Linked DNA regions of Mus musculus: region 1 is linked to region 2. A link is a contact called in public HiChIP or PLAC-seq data. All regions are on one chromosome and are shown on one strand. Each heading gives the region's core, a stretch centred on a gene start, on an enhancer-like site or on the middle of the called end of the contact. The rest is flanking DNA. Distances are from core to core; before and after follow the strand shown. Region 1 has its middle 56 kb from the start of Smox. Region 2 holds the start of Gfra4 (glial cell line derived neurotrophic factor family receptor alpha 4).

Region 1 (4,442 bases), core at 1,313-3,812, 390 kb after region 2:
ATCTGGTGACATACCTGTGTAAGGTTCACTTCGAGATAATTGGCTAAAAGTCTCAGCTAAACTCTATGATAGCCAGGATGTTTACAGACTATGAGGCTCTGAAACCTCTTTCCCCAAATTAAATTCAATCTTACTCAAAAACAAGAAATAAATAGGCTATCCAATGAGACACAAATCAAGCATGACTAGTGGAGTCATGGGAAATAGAAGGTTCTGTTATCCTAAACCAGGACTCCATGAATACACTTCCCCTTATACCTTGTCCAGAATTTTGTTGATGGTTTTAGCTTCAAAAGAGGTTGGGAAAATGGAACCTGGGTAAAAACATATGAGCTGGCTGGAGCTGACTGAGCTGGTGGCTGTGTAGTATCATTGCTTCCATTGGGCGAGGCAGGTGATCCAGCTGTGGCTATAATACTGTTTGGAGTTTGTGCCTTGTTTCAGGTGATGTTTTTGGGTTCTCTTCTGGAGTATCCAGGAAAGTTCTAGGGTTGTATCAATAGGGGGCACTTCTACAGGATTCCTAGTGGTAAGGCGTCTGTAGATTTCTTGGAAGAGGCTGGTCAGAAGCTAGTGTCTCCATTGCTGATTCCACCAGCATCTAGTGGCCCAAAAAGTCTAATGGAGGGAAGGTGGGCCACAGGAGATGACAAACAAGTGGTCTGGTGATGTAATAGTCCCTTCCCTTTGTTACTTTATTATGACCAACAACTCTCAGACATATCTAGTAAACTACCATCTTACCCAGAAGCCCTTTCTCTCTGCTCTTATTCAATAGAGTGTTTGATGTCTTAGCTAGAGCTAACACATCCTACAGACGGATGGATGTCTATAGAAAGAGATTAACAGCTAGTGAGAGGAACTAATGGCTAGTGAGAGAGCTCAAAGGGAAAGGAATCAAATTCTTCCAAACTGCAGATGATAGGATTCTATACTTAAGATGTCTAAAGACTCCAGCAGAAAAATGCTTAAAATTAATAAACGTTTTCAGCTAAGTGTCAGGATATAAAGTCACATACCCCAAACACTAGCTTTTCTAGTATATTCACATGCCTATTCCTAATCAGCTCTCCTCGATACTCTAGAGTTCCTATACACTGGTATACCTGCATAGTGATTGTTGGGGTCCAGGGATTGCCTCACAAACCACATGGGCACTGATGGAAGTCAGATAGGGAGAGTTTATTGAGCATAGATCCCAGGATTGATCACCAGGGCCATGGTCCAGATTTGGGAACTGAACCATGACCCTGAATTAAGATCCCACAGGGTTTTTAAGCCCCAAATCCACAAACATCTGTGCTAAGTTGTTTCACCAAACAGGATGAGGGATAGGGGATTTCCTTAGGAATATGTCTTTGTTGTACACTTATCCTGCTTCCATTGGTTAGGGTATTCAATTGTGGCAAGAGACTTGCCTTGTCTAATACTCATGTCCTAACTTACCAACCAAGATGTCAGTTACCCACGTACATGTCTCTCTCTGCCAGGTAAGATGTCAGTTCCCAGGGGGTCTTGGGAACTTAAACTTCACTAGACTACTCAAAATGGAAGTCTTATGTTGGGGTCTATCCTGGGGCAGCTTTATAGTCACAGGAAGTATTGTTGGGTGGTTGACTCGGGTCCAAGCTTATTGTGGGTAACCATACAAAACAGTTCTATTGACTTTTATTGTGAATGGTTTCCAAGGGCACAGAACATAACAGAGTATGTAATCAATCATGGCATTAGAAAGTATCCTAGCAACAGCAGAAATATATGAGAAAGTTTCTTTAGAAACTGGCAGGCTATCCACGTAACAATTACCTAGGCCTTAAATCTTACCTAGGTTTTAACGATCCATTTAGGCCTTAATATTTTATCCAGGCATTAACAGTGATAGGAAATAAATAACAACAAACATAGTATGAAATCAAGAAAGCAATATATTCACAACAGCTCCAAAATAATACCTAAGGGGCTAGAGAGAAGGCTTAGTGACTAAGAGTATGGACTGCTCTTGCAGAGGACCTGGGTTTGGTTCCTAGCTTACATGTGTTAAGTAGCTTACAGTTGCCCAAACTCCAGCTTCAGGAGATCTGATGGCTTCAGTGAGAGAGATCAACTGCTCTCTTGCTCAAGACCGTTGGCTAGTAAGCACATGATACGCAGCATCATTAGCCACGATGGAAATGAAAACAGAAGCAGGTGAGCAATCATATTCACAATGAAAAGTTAGGAAGTGACAAGCATTGCTGAAGATGAACAGAAACAGGAGCCCTTCATACCCTGCTGGGCAGCCGTTTTGGACACTAACTAGTAGTTCCCTAAATAGTTAAACCATGGACAACATTAACATAAGATTCCACAATTGCACTCTTGGGCATATGCAAGAAAAACGAAAATACGTGTTCAGGCAACGATCTGTACCTGGGAATGTTTGGGGTGGGGTGGGGTGGCGTGGGGTGGGGATTTCCTTTCCGTTGCTTTGATGAATCACTGACCAAATGCAGCTCAGGGGAGGAAACAGTTTACTTGGCGTATACTTCCTGGTTGCAGTCTGTCATTGAGGGACGGCAAGGCAGGACTCTAAGCAGGAACCTGAAACAGAAACCATAGAGGGGCATTGCTTAACGGCTCACTCACAGACCCATGTTTAGCTAGCTTTCTCATACAGTTCAGGAATACCTGCCCAGGCAATGGTGCTGCTCACTGAGGCCTGGACTCTCTTCCATCTATTAATAAACAGGGTGCTCCCCCACAATCATCTCCGCAAGCCAATCTTATCTGGGCAATCTCTCAATTGGCACTCCCTTCCCAGGTGACTCTAGGCTGTGCCGAGAGTTTACAGTTAAAGCTGACTAGGGCGGATGGAGGCTTCTGCCATCGTGGGAGCTGTCAATCAGCCCTGGCTGCCTTGAGTTCCTCTGTGCTGCTCCATGTTGTAGCCATCAGAATTGAGCCCCTCAACCACAGGTCTCAGACACCTGTAGGGTTGATTAACGCCACACTGAGATCCTGACTCTGACTGTAGGTCTGAGGTGGCCCGAGAATGCTCTTTTCTGTGAGTCTGGAGACTGTACTTGGAGGGCCTACGGGTCCTCATCAGGTGCCTATGGTTTCCAGAGCTGAGTACAGAGATGCCTGTGAGAGTGGGCAGGGCTTCTGGGGGAACAGGACCTTAAAACCTTAAGTACTCAAAGGAACATCCTTCCCAAGGAGATAGGGCTTTGGGAACCTCAATGTGACAGTCGCCTTTATGTTGTTTCTGCATCTTTAATAATAGAAAGTATTCTGTACCACTGACCTAAGCCCTCCTGACTTAATTCAGTTGCTTCAGGGGTAACTCTTGGAGACTTTTCCTCTTAGGGGCTGGCTCTATATCCCAAAATCCTAACCCCAATGACTCAGAATTTGAAATAATTTGAGACAGGGTTTAGAGGTGATTTAGTTAAAATGACAGAAGTGAGCCCTGCCTGAGACAGTATGGTTGGTGTCCACATAAGAAATCTGGATGTGGACATACAGAGAGACCATGCAAAGTCACAGGAGGGAAGAAAGTGACCATCCACAAACCAAAAACACAGCCCCAGATGAGACAACTCTATAGCAATGACTTTTCACTTCCAAATTTCAAGAAAACAAATTTCCATTGTTCAAGCCACTTGTGCTGAGTAGTGTTCCACCAAACTGACACAGCGGATACTCTCCTTACAAGGTAGTTGATGTGGCTAACATGCAGCAGGACAAGGCCTTCATAGATTGAAGCCATCATAGAGGGTTTATTTAAGAAGGGGTTCACAGCTAGGGTTTTCTGAAAGATGTCAGCTGAGGAACTGTCTCTATCAGATCGACCTGTAGGCAAGTCTGCACAGGGCATTTTCTTGATTCATAATTAATGTAGCAGGGCCTACCCTACTGTAGTTAATGCCACTCCTGAACAGGTGGCCCTGGATTGTGTAAGAAAGAAGGCTGAGCAAGCCATGGGGAACACCACTCCATAGCCTCTGTATCAGCTCCTGCCTCCAAGTTCCAGTGATGGGCTATGACTTGTAACTCCCCTCCTCCAGCTGCTCTTAGCTGTCATGTTTGCTGCAGCATTGGAAAACAAATTAAGACATCACCCATTTGTGGTACTTTGTGATGGTCCCCCTAGTGAACTAACATAACATCACTGATGCCATAGAGAAACTTGGGTGTGGCCAGGCTCTTGCTTGCAAAGACTATGATAGCAGAGATGCTGACAAACCTTGAGGAAGGTGGTAATTGTAAATTGCAGCTCTCTACAGGAGTCAGAAGGCTGACTAAGCAGCAGTTGGGATGGTGCTGAGCAGGTGCATCAGCCCTTTATAAAACAGCAAAATGTGTTTTAGAGGCTTCGTGGACTATAATTTCAATGATATTGATATGGGGGCCTTTATGAGCAAGACCACAACTCAGAATTGGTTCAATCTACTGAGAGG
Region 2 (4,679 bases), core at 2,042-4,541:
GAGACAGATGTGCCTGAGCCCAGTTTGACCTGACAAAAGCCTAGAGCTCACTGATAATGCCAGCAAACACCATCTTTGAGTTTGCAAAGGAATCGCAACACATGCATTCAGTTTCCGTTGCTGGCTGCTGCTCCAGAGATGGCTATATTCATTCTCAGGTACTCAGACTCAAGAGTAGTTCTGGAGGTATCCAAGGCCACACAGGTCTCCACATTTCCAGGTCAAATGACAGAAAACCAGGTTGGTCTCAGTGCACATGGGTTTATTGAGCCACTGCAGGTGCTGGGGAAACCATGGCAGGGAGATCCTGGGAAGCCAGTGGGGTGCTGAGCAGGAGGGACCTCAGTCTCTCCTTAATGTCTACACACTGTGTCATAGGTGACAAGCCACGTCAGTGCTGTGACACGGGTAAGCTTAATGGTGAGTAATGGCTAACTGGGAGGGTATTTAGGCAGCCTTGTCTGTCAGCCTGTTCATATGATCTCCTTAGTGCCTTGTCATCTTGGAAAAGGACAGTTCCAAATTCTAGGAGCGGGGGCTAGTCTCTGTCCTGCTCTGTAAGCCCAGGGGACCCAATGAGGCCTCATCTATGGGTGCTCAGCTCTAGGATGGGGAAGAAAATGGACAAGATGCCTACTGACGGGAACACAGGCTTTTCAGTCAGACCCTAGCCTCCAGCCCCCAATCCAGAGGACAGCCACACAGGGGTCCAGGCCTGCAAAGGGCAGCAGACCTGAGGGCAAGGGAGTTTCAGCTCAGTGAGCAGTCATCGGGAGACATGGCAGTCAGCTGTGTCGTCCACGGTTCATGTTCCTAATCAGAGCAGGGCCTGGAGAGCCAGGGCAGTGAGTGCATACAGCCAGGACACCTTGGGCGTTAGGACAAAACAAGGACTGTTTCTGCCTCCAGCTCTTCTCAGGCCACTCGTGCCTTGCCTAGGAAGGGTAAGAGAGCACAGATGGGAAGGATTCGGAAACTGTCAACTCCCTGTCCTCTCCCCATACCTACCCGCGGGAAACAGCACCCAGCAGTCTGGTCCTGCAGAACTGATGGCTGCAAGCTGTCAAAGGCTTGTATGGCACCATCTGCGGAGTGCAGAGATCCAGAGAAGGCTTGGCCAGGAAACCCTAGAAACTACCCCACTCCCTTGGGACAAAAAATAAGACACCCTGGAACCTGCAAGGCATGGCCTGAGATGGAAGGTCACTGTGCTAAGAATGACCCACAAACTGCTAGTGAGGTTGACAAGGGCTGCCCCCTCTCCCTTTACAGGTGAACACAATCGGGATTAATAAGAGTTTAACTCTCAGCTACTAAGTGGCAGAGACAGGCTTCAAACAGACCCCCAGAAATCTGGAACTGAGCCATTCCACCCAGAGGCAAGAACAGCAGAGGTAAGTTGGGCACACATGGAAGAAAGGGCCACCCCATTAGTGTCAAAAGGGAGGCCAACTTCAGGCCATTGGACACGTTTTAACGCTGACTTCCACCCATGTACCATGGCATGTGCACACTGTCCATCGCCCACACCAAACATGATGCGACGTAAATAAGACCCACGGGCCAGGCAGCTTGGATTGGGCCACAGACATCCGTGGTTCCCCGGGACCTCCAGGCCCCCTCACCCAAGCAGGGGTTCCTTGTAAAGAGCTTGCGGAAGGCTTCGCATTCTTCGCGCCGGTTTCCACTGGCCGCACAGCCGCACCAGGGCGCAACGCGCGCGCTCACGTTGTCCAGGTAGTTGGGGGTGACCACGGTGCCTGCGGGGGACCCCCAGGGCGTGTGACCGGCGCCCCGAGTCTGCCTCCGCCGTCCCGCCCGCCCGAGGCCGCCCAGCCTACCTATGAGGCCTGCGTAGACGCGCAGACAACGCGGGCCCCCCTCCTCCGGGCAGCGGTCGCGGGAGCCGGGCGCGGGAGCGCATGAGGCCTGGAAGGCAAGGAGACGGGGCCTGCGCGCGCCCGGACGCGGGTGAGCGGCCCAGCCCGCCCCGCACGCACGCACCGGCACAGGCGGCTGCGCTCGCAGCGCTCCAGGGGCTCCAGGCAAGAGGGCGGCACCAACCCCGGGCCGGAGAACGCGCAGGCGGGCGCGAAAGTCTGGCGCCGGCGCTCGGCGCACGCGGAGCCTTCGCAGCCGCAGAAGAGCAGCGCATGCGTGAGCGCCGGAGGCCCACGCGCGAAGAAGCGGCGCAGGGCTCGGCGGCAGCGGGAGCGCACGCAGCCCCCGGGTCCCGGCCTGCCCCCGGGCGCTGCCCGGCCCAGGCATCGTGCCACGTACTCAGAGCGCAGCTGCTGGCACCGCTCGTCTGCTGTACACGCCTCGGCCGCGTCCACGCAGCGATTCCCGTCGGTAAAGCTCGCAGACCCTGGTGAAGGGCGGGCAGGCTGCAGTCCTCCGTGCTTGGTTCTCCACATTCCACACCCTTGAATTTTTGGGGAAGGGGTACCCAAACCCAAGGGGAGAGAGTGTGGCCCATAGGCGTGACCCGTTGATCTTGAAGAAGGGGCATGAGCAGGCACTAGGGATATCTATCTACCCAGGATGTGAATGGATGCAGTATTCAGAGATTGGGCCTGACCTTTCCCCAGAAGCTGAGGTTCAGCCTCCACCACCATCTCCAGAAATGGCCCATGCATCCACAGAGGGGCTACTGGGCCCCTACTATCCTCCCCAGCTCTGCCTGACAGGACACTGAGGCTTAATGGACACATTAATCATAGCACTCCCCATTCTCCTCTTGACACGCGGATGGTCCCTTCTCTGACACATGGAAACCCCGTGAGTATATCTACAGGTTTCTGGCCCTCCTCCCATCCTGACCTGTGCCTCCTGACCCCTGTCCACATGCTTCTTTATTGGTCTAACTCAGCTCAATGAGAGGGACTCTGGCTCCGGACCACAGAAGGGGATTGTGAGCATTGGATTCTCGACAGGTATTGTATATTGAACAGCACATTCAGACCCTGGCTTCCAGAAGTAGATTCAGACAGACCAGACCCCTGATGGCAGACCGTCCTGAGACAGACCTGACCGTTTATCAGTAGTTTCAGTGAAGACTTATATAACTTATGTCACAGATGACAACCCATTCCGGGGAAAGAGAATGCCTGCCTCTGTTGGAGTAGCAGCTGTGTCCGAACTTGCCAGTGGACATACGTAAATCCAGCCAAGTCACCAAATTCAGGTTTATGACACTTCCTTTTCCCACCTTCTTACCTCTCTGGCTTCCCAGACCCAGGAAAATCGCCTGACCTGGCCTCTCATCCATCAAATGTGCTCTTCTCAACATGGCGTGTCTCTGCTCTAAGAGCCACCATGAATCAGTAGGGGACTCCCAAGAGCAGGAGCTCTGAGGACCACATTTGGTCAGGGGGAGGAAAGGAAAAAGAAAATCCCCGGGGCACAGGTATCAAGGCTAGATTTGGGAAGGGTGGCTCAGCTGAATGGGAAGATGGGGTACAAGGCATTGCACAGCGGGGGTGGCATATTGCGACAGATCCTCGGCCACAAAGCACAAGCCAATTTTGAGCATCCCTTCAGCAACCCAGCCTTTTCTTTGGTCACTTTTACAATCCCACCTTGTCCCTGATGGTTAGGGCTAGAGAGGGCAGGGGCCAGGGCCAGGGCCAAGGAGGAGACAGGCTCTCACCCAGCAGCAACAACAGCAGCAGTGCAGACTCCATGCAGTGGGCCATGACGATTGGCAGAGAGAGCCCCAGTTGGACAGATGTCTCTTCCTAGGACCAGCTAAGCCTGGAAGGCAGCAGGCACCTGCTGACAGGTGCACTCCCAGCTTTAGAGAGGAAATAACATCCTGCTCTCTTCACTCTGTCTCCACCCCCGGACAGCACCTTCAGGTGGATCCAAAGTCACTAAGCCAGGGCCTGAAGTTACTGGATAGATCCAGAGTACTGGACTGCCTGCTGTGCACAAGCCATTGGCTCCTAGTGGGAACAGTTAGTTTCTCCTGGGGACAGGGGTAGGGGAACTTCTTGAGACTCAAAAATTAAGCAAGAATTAAACCTCTCAAGTCCAGAAGAGCTGAAACATGTGAGATTCACAAGGCCTCTCCTCAGGGTTACAGGCAACGGCTGAAAGAAGACATCCCAGCAGGCAGGCTACCCGCCAGCCCTGCACTGCTCTAGGCTCACCACCCATGTCTAAGTGGGTGATTTTTGACAATTATACCCCTGTAAGTAATTCCAATAAACTCAAATAATGAGTAAAAATAATAATAACAAATTCCCCCCAAATAAGTATTTGCCAAGTTGAACTTTGATGGATTTATTTCTCTGGCCCAGTGTCAGTTGCCTGTCTAAGATGAAGAGGCATGTGTGTTGTCTCTCCTCAGGAAGCCTCTGACAAGGCATGCACTCACCACACAGGCACATGCACACATACACACACACACACACACACACACACACACACACACACACACACACACGTGGGGTTGCTACACTCAGCTTTTAATGGTTTTGCTGGGGGTTGAACTCGGGTTCTCATGCTTGTGTGGAACTTCACCAATGATGTCATCTCCCCAGGCCCTCTGCACCAGGAACCTTGGTGTTAACCAGGGTCATTCTGTGGGAAAGGGAAAGAATTGACTGCCCAGGAAAAACAGACCAAACAAGAGGCCGTCGGGAACCATTTTACAGAGCACGAGTTGACATCTA

Evidence for each region. HiChIP or PLAC-seq counts read pairs in DNA pulled down with a chosen protein or histone mark.
Region 1: a FOXA1 HiChIP or PLAC-seq map of pancreatic cancer cells shows a contact between it and region 2. The contact joins the enhancer-like site here to the promoter of Gfra4 in region 2. A contact is called at or near these places in 8 of 39 promoter capture datasets (the C10 cell line, cranial neural crest, embryonic stem cells and 5 more), 2 of 15 datasets of contacts at CTCF or cohesin (embryonic stem cells and large pre-B cells), 7 of 484 Hi-C or Micro-C datasets (B cells, the G1E-ER4 cell line, differentiating embryonic stem cells and 3 more), 9 of 115 datasets of contacts at active chromatin or transcription factors (embryonic basal ganglia, embryonic hindbrain, embryonic stem cells and 4 more) and 2 of 9 other capture datasets (adipose tissue and liver).

The regions. Positions count from the first base shown.
Region 1 is chr2:131,433,774-131,438,215 of GRCm38.p6, forward strand. It overlaps the pseudogene Gm14304. Among named protein-coding and RNA genes, the nearest start is that of Smox, 56 kb to the right of the region's middle. Within about 2 kb of position 2,563, at least 76 of the 459 cell types and tissues checked have an H3K27ac peak or open chromatin away from gene starts, as enhancers often do. A contact at or near this core is called in pancreatic cancer cells and uterus, where this site is marked.
Region 2 is chr2:131,039,391-131,044,069 of GRCm38.p6, forward strand. It overlaps Gfra4 (glial cell line derived neurotrophic factor family receptor alpha 4), which reads right to left and starts at 3,292. Exons shown (of 6, transcript NM_020014.2): 1 at 3,220-3,292; 2 at 2,005-2,368; 3 at 1,842-1,951; 4 at 1,626-1,760; 5 at 1,009-1,085; 6 at 242-935. The coding sequence starts at 3,292. The coding sequence ends at 786. It overlaps Mir6973b (microRNA 6973b), which reads right to left and starts at 1,008; the gene lies at 929-1,008.